2 separate regions of the Mus musculus genome follow, and region 1 is linked to region 2. The links are chromatin contacts, called in public promoter capture Hi-C maps. All regions are on one chromosome and are shown on one strand. Each heading gives the region's core, a stretch centred on a gene start, on an enhancer-like site or on the middle of the called end of the contact. The rest is flanking DNA. Distances are from core to core; before and after follow the strand shown.

Evidence for each region. Promoter capture Hi-C pulls out the DNA fragments that hold promoters and counts their contacts.
Region 1: a contact with region 2 is called in a promoter capture Hi-C map of liver, with 3 times the contacts expected there. The contact joins two enhancer-like sites. A contact is called at or near these places in 16 of 39 promoter capture datasets (the 3T3-L1 cell line, 3T3-L1-derived adipocytes, the C10 cell line and 11 more), 5 of 484 Hi-C or Micro-C datasets (the G1E-ER4 cell line, embryonic stem cells and nephron progenitors), 2 of 115 datasets of contacts at active chromatin or transcription factors (acute myeloid leukemia and bone marrow-derived macrophages) and 1 of 9 other capture datasets (pancreatic islet).

Annotation. Positions count from the first base shown.
Region 1 is chr12:70,233,597-70,237,448 of GRCm38.p6, forward strand. F730035M05Rik (RIKEN cDNA F730035M05 gene) reads left to right here. Exons shown (of 5, transcript NR_045174.1): 5 at 236-569. Among named protein-coding and RNA genes, the nearest start is that of Gm38467, 4.0 kb to the left of the region's middle. Within about 2 kb of position 1,760, at least 100 of the 459 cell types and tissues checked have an H3K27ac peak or open chromatin away from gene starts, as enhancers often do. A contact at or near this core is called in liver, where this site is marked.
Region 2 is chr12:69,940,147-69,944,001 of GRCm38.p6, forward strand. All of the region lies in intron 7 of Atl1 (atlastin GTPase 1), which reads left to right. Among named protein-coding and RNA genes, the nearest start is that of Gm52003, 31 kb to the right of the region's middle. Within about 2 kb of position 2,010, at least 8 of the 459 cell types and tissues checked have an H3K27ac peak or open chromatin away from gene starts, as enhancers often do. A contact at or near this core is called in liver, where this site is marked.

The sequences.
Region 1 (3,852 bases), core at 510-3,009, 290 kb after region 2:
TGGGCTTCAGAAAGAAACAAGACAAACAAACAAATGAAACTAACAACCCCCACCCCCAACCTCACTTAACTGTGTAAGGGAACAAATGAGGAGATAAATTCTGGAAAAACTGTGCTAAGAGACACGGACACATCCTGACTAGGGAAGGGAGTGGCAAGTGTGGTAAGCTCAGGGTTTCCACAGGCCACTGTGATGCAACATGTTCTGGGCTGACCTTCCTGTCTCCTTGTCTCAGGACCTTTGTGAAAGCAAACTGCCCCTGGAACCCACACCTTGACTTGATCTTTGCACTCAATCAATTGCACACAGGAGACTCCTGGCTAGTGATGGAGCTCAGTGATCGAGCATGTGCCTAGCATGTGCAAGCCTGGTGATGGAGCTCAGTGATCGAGCATGTGCCAAGCATGTGCGAGCCTGGAGATCCACCCCTCGACACAAGGAAGAAACCAAAACAACAACAATTAGAATCAAGAAGCAGAGAGACTCCCTAAGACCCAGTATTGCTCCATGGAGGAAGCAAATCTAAAGACTTGAAAAGCCCAGATTCATAAAAGCCAAGTATTTTAATCTCTCTGACTTGCTTCTCTTTAAAACCTTAACAGTAAAGCGCTTAGCTATGGAAGGGTAATCTTTGCCAGCTTAAAAGTTACAGGAATCCAAACAGAAAGTAGATTCCTCTATATTTTCAGGGATCAAAGCTGAGAATCTGAAGGATCCTTCCCTGTACACACGCAGGATATTTTACTTCTGAATGTGTCTGCTCCATCTTCAACCACTTGCACGGCTTGTCCTTTATTTCCTCAATCTTAAATGACACTTTCCAGTTGTCAGTCACAGTGTATTTCCAGTTTAAGATAAAAACAAGAGGCTGCCTTCCCCTCTGAAGTTTCACCGGACATTGTTTCAATTTTTGAGGAGAAGGTTAAGGAACCTTTGTGTGTATGCGCTGCAGCAGCGGCCTGAGACCAGCAGGTGGAGGACTTCGTCCTTTGAACACGCCACATCATGCACACAGGGTTTCAGCATGGATGTGGCTGTAACTTTAATCGCAGCTTTTTTTTTTTTTTTTCTTTGTTCTGGATATTCACACCCACAAAAATGACCCATAATCAGAAGAAGAGAACCAAAACTTTCCTGTTTTTTATTTACTCTACTCAGAGCATACAGTAGATGGCATGTTTCTTCTCTCAAAATCTTAGATCTAAATATATTGAAATCTAAAGAAATAATTTATTCTAATGCCGGGCATTGGGGGAAAATTAAATAAATAAAAATCGGAATTCAATATGTTATGCTAGATTTAGGAAATGCTCAGAGTTTGATGTCTAACCTGTCTGAACACATTTGGGAGCTGGTCAGACTGGCCAGATGTCTATGAGATCTGGGGAGTTCTGGGGAAAGACATCAGGACCCACTCATTGCTGGGATTAAGAGCTGTGGGTGGCTGTGGAGGGTTCAAAAGTTTCTCTGGTGAGAACTCACCCTCAGGGCTGGAGTCTAATGATTAGCCTGACCACAAGAAGGTCTTAGTTGTCAGGGGAGCACTAATTTCAGACTGAGGCAGTTTTCTTGATTCTGTTCCCTGGTCAGCTGCCTAGAAGCCAGTGTGTGCCCTGGGGCTGTGGCGGGCAGCCAGTAAACACGGAGAAACCTTTCCCACGGAGCGTTATAATAAATACTCGGACCCCACCAGCGCTGTTCTACGTTCTGTCGAGAACACGGGAATCGGCCGCTTATAACATCTCCCGTACAGTTTCAGGGAAGAGCCAGGCAAAACTGTGGGGCCAGGGGCTAGGCACTACAGCAGAGTGGGGCTTATGGGGACACCTTCTGGAGATTCCTGGAAATGCAGCACGTTGTTAGCCAAGCTTGGAAGTTTGTCAGAAGTGGGAGCAAGAATTGGTGATATTTGTGCTGGATATTAATCGGGTATTCTCAGCTTTGCACTCATGAGGACTTAATATACATTATATATATCTAATACATAGTATATCATGTGTCAAATACCACATATGTTATCATCTAGGTTCTTGGTATTTCATTTAATAGATGGGTCAAAATAAATGATGTATAATTATTCGTAAATTCTCTTTTGGGAGGTAATTTATATCACAGAGTATGTCTTCAGACAGATGGTGTAAAATGTTAGGTCTGTGTCACAGTGAGTATAGGTTAACTGTTAACTAATGTCCCCTCTGCATCTTCTTCTAGTCACTGTCTCTTCTACAGACCATTGCTACCCCAGTCTCCAGTACTACAAACGATTTTTTTTTCAGAAACAGGGTCTTCTACTCCAGGATGGCCTGTAACTCATCGCAATCCCCGTGCTTCTGCCTCCTGAGTGTCACAGGCACAAGGCACGGAACGTAGCATAAATGACTTTATGTCCATTTTTTGGTTTTGTCTTTTTGTTTTGTGTAAATGGACTCTCATAGTATGTCTCTGTCCTTCTGACTTAATGCATTCAGTATTGTGTGCACAACTTTTGTTTCTCTGTTAAATTCATATGCTCTTGTTTTGTTTTTGTTTTTTTGTTTTTTTGTTTGTTTGTTTTTTCTTTTTTGGTTTTTCGAGACAGGGTTTCTCTGTGTAGCCCTGGCTGTCCTGGAACTTACTCTGTAGACCAGGCCTCGAACTCAGAAATCCGCCTGCCTCTGCCTCCCAACATATGCTCTTGTTTTATTGTATAGTTGTCTAATGCATAAGTGTTGTACAGTTTTACTGTTGTTAGACACCTGAGTTGTCTGATGGTTAGTTTTAACTGTTAACTTGATGCCAAGGAAGCAGGCTTCCAGGCACGCCTGTGAGGGACTGTCTAGAGCAGTGGTTCTCAGCCTGTGGGTCAAGACCCCTTGGGGGGGGCACGTATCAGATATTTACATTACAATTCATAACAGTAGTAACATTACAGTTATGAAGTAGCAATAAAATAGGTTTATGATTGGGGGGGATCACCACAATATAAGGAACCATATTAAAGGATTGCAGCATTAGGAACTTGAGAACCACTGTTCAAGATTAGGGTTGGCCTTTGAAAATGTTGGCAAGAGATTACCTTGACTAAGGTAACTGATGTGAGAAGACCCATCTTTATTATGGGCACTACTGTTCCTGGGCTGTATACAGAGGAGAGGGCTTGCTGAGCTCTAACAAGCATTAGAGTAACCGGCCTGGAAGAAATGCAGGTATTCTAGAGGGACAGTTTCTCAGTCTGACTGTTAGCCTACGAAATAAGGGACCCCAAAGAAATGGAAGTTTCCTCCAGAAACCTCATGGTGGGAGAAGAATCAGGAAGAAGCCAGAGGGTAGCTGGTCTCCCAGAAAAAGGTTTCAAGTATCTTGTCAGCTCACCTGAGACTGGAACCCAGACAGTGACGTGTCAGCGGTGGGTGGGCTACACTTTGATAAGGTTGTTTGGATGGGCATATCCTTGGCTCTCTTTATTTAAACTTTGGTCTCATTTGCAGACCCTGACCCCAGACTTGAGTGGTCCACTGGATCTCTTTGTTCCTCTTCCCAATGTGGTCATGTTGGATGAATCTCTTTTATTCCACTTTCTACTTTTAACTAGGCTATTTTAATTGGCTTATTGAGAACTGGTAGTCAGACAAAACTTGGGGCACAGTTGTGACACTCCTGAGACTGATGGCATTAATTCATTGCTCTACTCTCTTAAGCGTGGATATAATGTGACCGCCAATCTTAGCCTCCTATCACTGGACTGTCCCTGCCATGGACTGTGACCTAAGACTTGTAAGCACAATGGAACCCTTGCCTCCTAGGTTGCTTTTTATCACAACTGAAGAGAAACTAAGACAAGTTCTATCTAGTGTGGGTTATTAGCAAAGCTGA
Region 2 (3,855 bases), core at 760-3,259:
CAAATTGTAATAACTGTTCCTTGCAAGGCCCAAGAAACAAACTCTCAGCAGTGATACACAGATTATAATCTATGATAAGAGGTAATGAGATCTCTCTGGGTGACCTTGCTTATTTTTCTATTGTTTTAGTCACTGCAAGGCCTCCCATAGTAAGTCTAGCAATCCAGCAGGAGCCATTTGATGGTATCTGTCCCATAAATAACAAGGTTCTTTACATTAACTGTAGCTTTAAAAGGTGCAGTTGAAAGCTTTCTTTTGATCAAAACCAATGTCTGATTCCTGAGGCCCTGGTGAAAAATCTCTGGTCACATGTGAGGGGTGAGTTATTGCTGTTGATGGCTGTGAATGTTGCTTCCTTGATCATTTGAGCTTCCATGAACCATGCCTGGCTCCACACTGGTCTGCACTGGGTGAACAAATCCTTGGATCTGGGTCTGTGTGACTAATTGGAGGTATTTTTCAGATTATCAAATGTTATTTAAAGTTCATTCTAAATCCAACTTCAAACAATTCTGAATTTTACTAATGTTCTCAGGCAAATGTAAGCACTGGTTTCTTGTGACTCTCACAGAGCTCTCAGATGGCAATAACAGTGTTTATCATTGGGTCCACGCTGAGAAGATCCTCTCTTCAACTGGAATATGGGCTCCAAGATGCCCTCTGTTCTACCATTAAATGCTCTCCTTGGCTATCACAGTCCCAGAGCTTACTATTTAGCCAGTTTATACCCTCTAATTATGTAGGTTGCAAAGTAGACATATTCCGCAACTGATTAACAGTCTCAAGATTTACTTGGGTCAATATTGTATATGCTGATGCATGTCCGTATGGCAGATGTGTTTAGTAGCCAGTCTAAAAAAAGCTTATATAGCTGTCATAAACTTAAAGAGTGGCCATGGTATTTCTGAACCCTGATCTCTTTAGGCCAGACCTCTAAGTATACCTGCTGACTTCTAGGCCTTTCTGAGCCTGGTGACCCGAGACAGGTGGGAAGTGCTGGCACTGTACATACCCAGCAGACAGCGCCTACAGCAAATTAGATGCTCTAATTAGAAAATTAGAGGCATTAAGTCCTTAAAAAGGAAAAGCTTTCCCGGGCATGAGCATCACTCACTCTCGGAGGCCTTGACTCTTTCTCAGATGTGTAGCTGAGGGCTGCTGACATTCAGTCTCTTACTGCTCATCTCAGTGTTAGTTCTTTATTTTCCCAGTTACTTCTTCCTAGTCTTTTCCAGCGTTCTCTCTCTCTTTTATAAATTGAATCCAGGACCTTACACACACTAGGGAAGAAAGTCCTCTTCCCAAGGTGCTTCCTGGCCCTCCCACAGTGCCCTTATTAACCATTTTCATATTCTCAAATCCCACCATTTCAACTTCAGAGCAGGACTTAATCTCCTCTGGGAGATAAGAGAAACGTTTTTTTCACACTCATGTGAGTGGAGACATAGTCACGATCTAATCAGTCTCAGGACTCATTGAAGCTGGAAGTTGCTGTGTGTGTGGTGTAGTAAGGAAACAATGTGCATGGTGTAGTAAGGAAACAATGTACATGGTGTAGTAAGGAAACAATGTACATGGTGTAGTAAGGAAACAATGTACATGGTGTAGTAAGTAAACAATGTACATGGTGTAGTAAGGAAACAATGTACATGGCACAGTCAGATGGTTTGAATCACTGCCAAGGAATTTTGCAAGCCACTTTGGTACAAAACATTCTTGGGCAAAAATCTATACTGATTGGAGCTGCCAAATAATACCAGAGAAGTACATGACCTCTCTGAGAAAAGAGAGGCTACTGTCTGCCCACTAGGGGTGGGGAGGGATTGGTGTGTGATGGGACCACAGGGAAGGACAGCTGCCTGGGACCCTCCCTATGTTCTGTCAAGAGAGCAGAGGTGACCCCAGAGTTTCATGAAATTCGTGTTACATATCTGGAAACACAGAGTTAGGTCAAGGTTCAGGTCAAAGTTCTCTTGGTTTCCACATTTAGGTTATGGGATGTAACTGCTAGACAAAGATGACAACTGAGCCAGTGCTCCTTCTGTGCCAGGCCCAGTGCAAACCATGTTTTGTACATTATACAGACCAGTGTTCACTGGTAGTGCTGTTACTTCTCAATTTCTTTCTCATTTTATCCAAGGAGGAAGTGGCTAATCAGAGTACTTTATAAGCTTAAGACTGCTTATATATACCATGATAGCACAGAGCTAATCTCTGACTAGGTCACGGGTCTGAGGCCTTGAATCCAGCCACCATCTTCTCTTTCTGTTCTTTATCCCTAGCGCTTACTAAACTATAATTTGTGATCTTGTATTTTAGTGACTATATCCCACCTTATTAGTTAACCTGTAGGTCTGAAGGACAGCAGCTTTGTAATTTGCTCTTTTTACCCTCTCACAAACAATGACTAATAGTCAACATTGTCCACTAATGGTCATGGAACATACATTAAGATTTGCACATAATTTTCATATAAGGAAATCTACTGAGTACAGAATCTGAGTCTGAAATTCACTGACTCTAGAGTGCTGCCCCTCAGTTCATCTTGCTGTCTAGAACGCTCCATCCTGTATTCTCTCTGCTCAGTTTCTCTCCAGCAGACATGCTCTCTGTGGAGTTCCTTCTTTCCAATAACCTCTGAGGAAGCTCCTCTCTTGAAGGGCCTCATAACAAAGGAGTGACCACACTACCCAAGTCTACTTAAAACAGCTGGCTCAGAGGCTGTGGAAGTTGAATTTAAACCTTGGTTCATAGCTGAGTTTTAAGAAATTTTATGTAGTTCCAAAAGACAGAAATGGGCTGTAGACTTCTTCAGTATTTTAGTAGATATGCACTGTCTCCTTTCCAACTAGTCTACTAGTTAAACCCTCAGGTGGAAAAAATGATTAGGCCAGGTGTGGTGTGGAAATGTCTTTAAAAGCTGCAGGCTTTAGGGGGCAGAGGCAGGCAGGTCTCTATGAATTCAAAGCCACCTGGTCTACATATTGTGTTCTAAGCCAGCCAAGGCTACATAGTGAGATAGTGAGATCCTGTCTTTAAAAAACAACAACATGAGAGAGAGAGAGAGAGAGAGAGAGAGAGAGAGAGAGAGAGAGAGAGAGAGAGAGAGAGAGAGAGAGAGAGAGAAAAGCATTGAAAAGCATTGAGAGCCTTCATCATGCATCAAGTCAGGTTCAGGGAACTCATGGTGGCTGGGGTCAGCCTGTTCTTCACCCTTGAACCACACAGCATGCTTCAACAGAACGCACCCTGTAAGACCAACACTACCCATTCTTGGCTTTGTAACCCACAAAACAAGGTCATCAGTTTGTTTCCCACAGAATGAGTCTTGCTTATGGGCTGGCTATCACCAGCTGTTGATGGGAGCAAGCTGTTGTATATATGGTCCTTTCTAGTCTTTTTCTCTACTTGGAACAGAAGTTAAAACTGAAATTGATTGATTAAACACATTAAAGACTAGTTCAGATTTTTTCATTTAATCTTTATTTATTTACACTCCAGATTTTATTCCCCCCACCTCCATCCACCCTCCAATGTTCCACATCCCATACCTTCTTCCCACCCCCTGTCTCCACGAGGATGTTCCCACCACCCACCCCCACCCTACCAGATCTCTAAACTCCCTGGAGCCTACAGTCTCTTGAGGGCTAGGTGCATCATCTCTGACTGAACCCGGACCCGGCAGCCCTCTGCTGTATATGTGTTGGGGGCCTCATATCAGCTGGTATATGGTGCCTGGTTGATGGTCCAGTGTCTGAGAGATATCGGGGGTCCAGGTTAGTTGGGACTGCTGGTCCTCCTACATGGTTGCCCTCCTCCTCGGCTTCTTCCAGGTTTTCCCTAATTCAACCATGT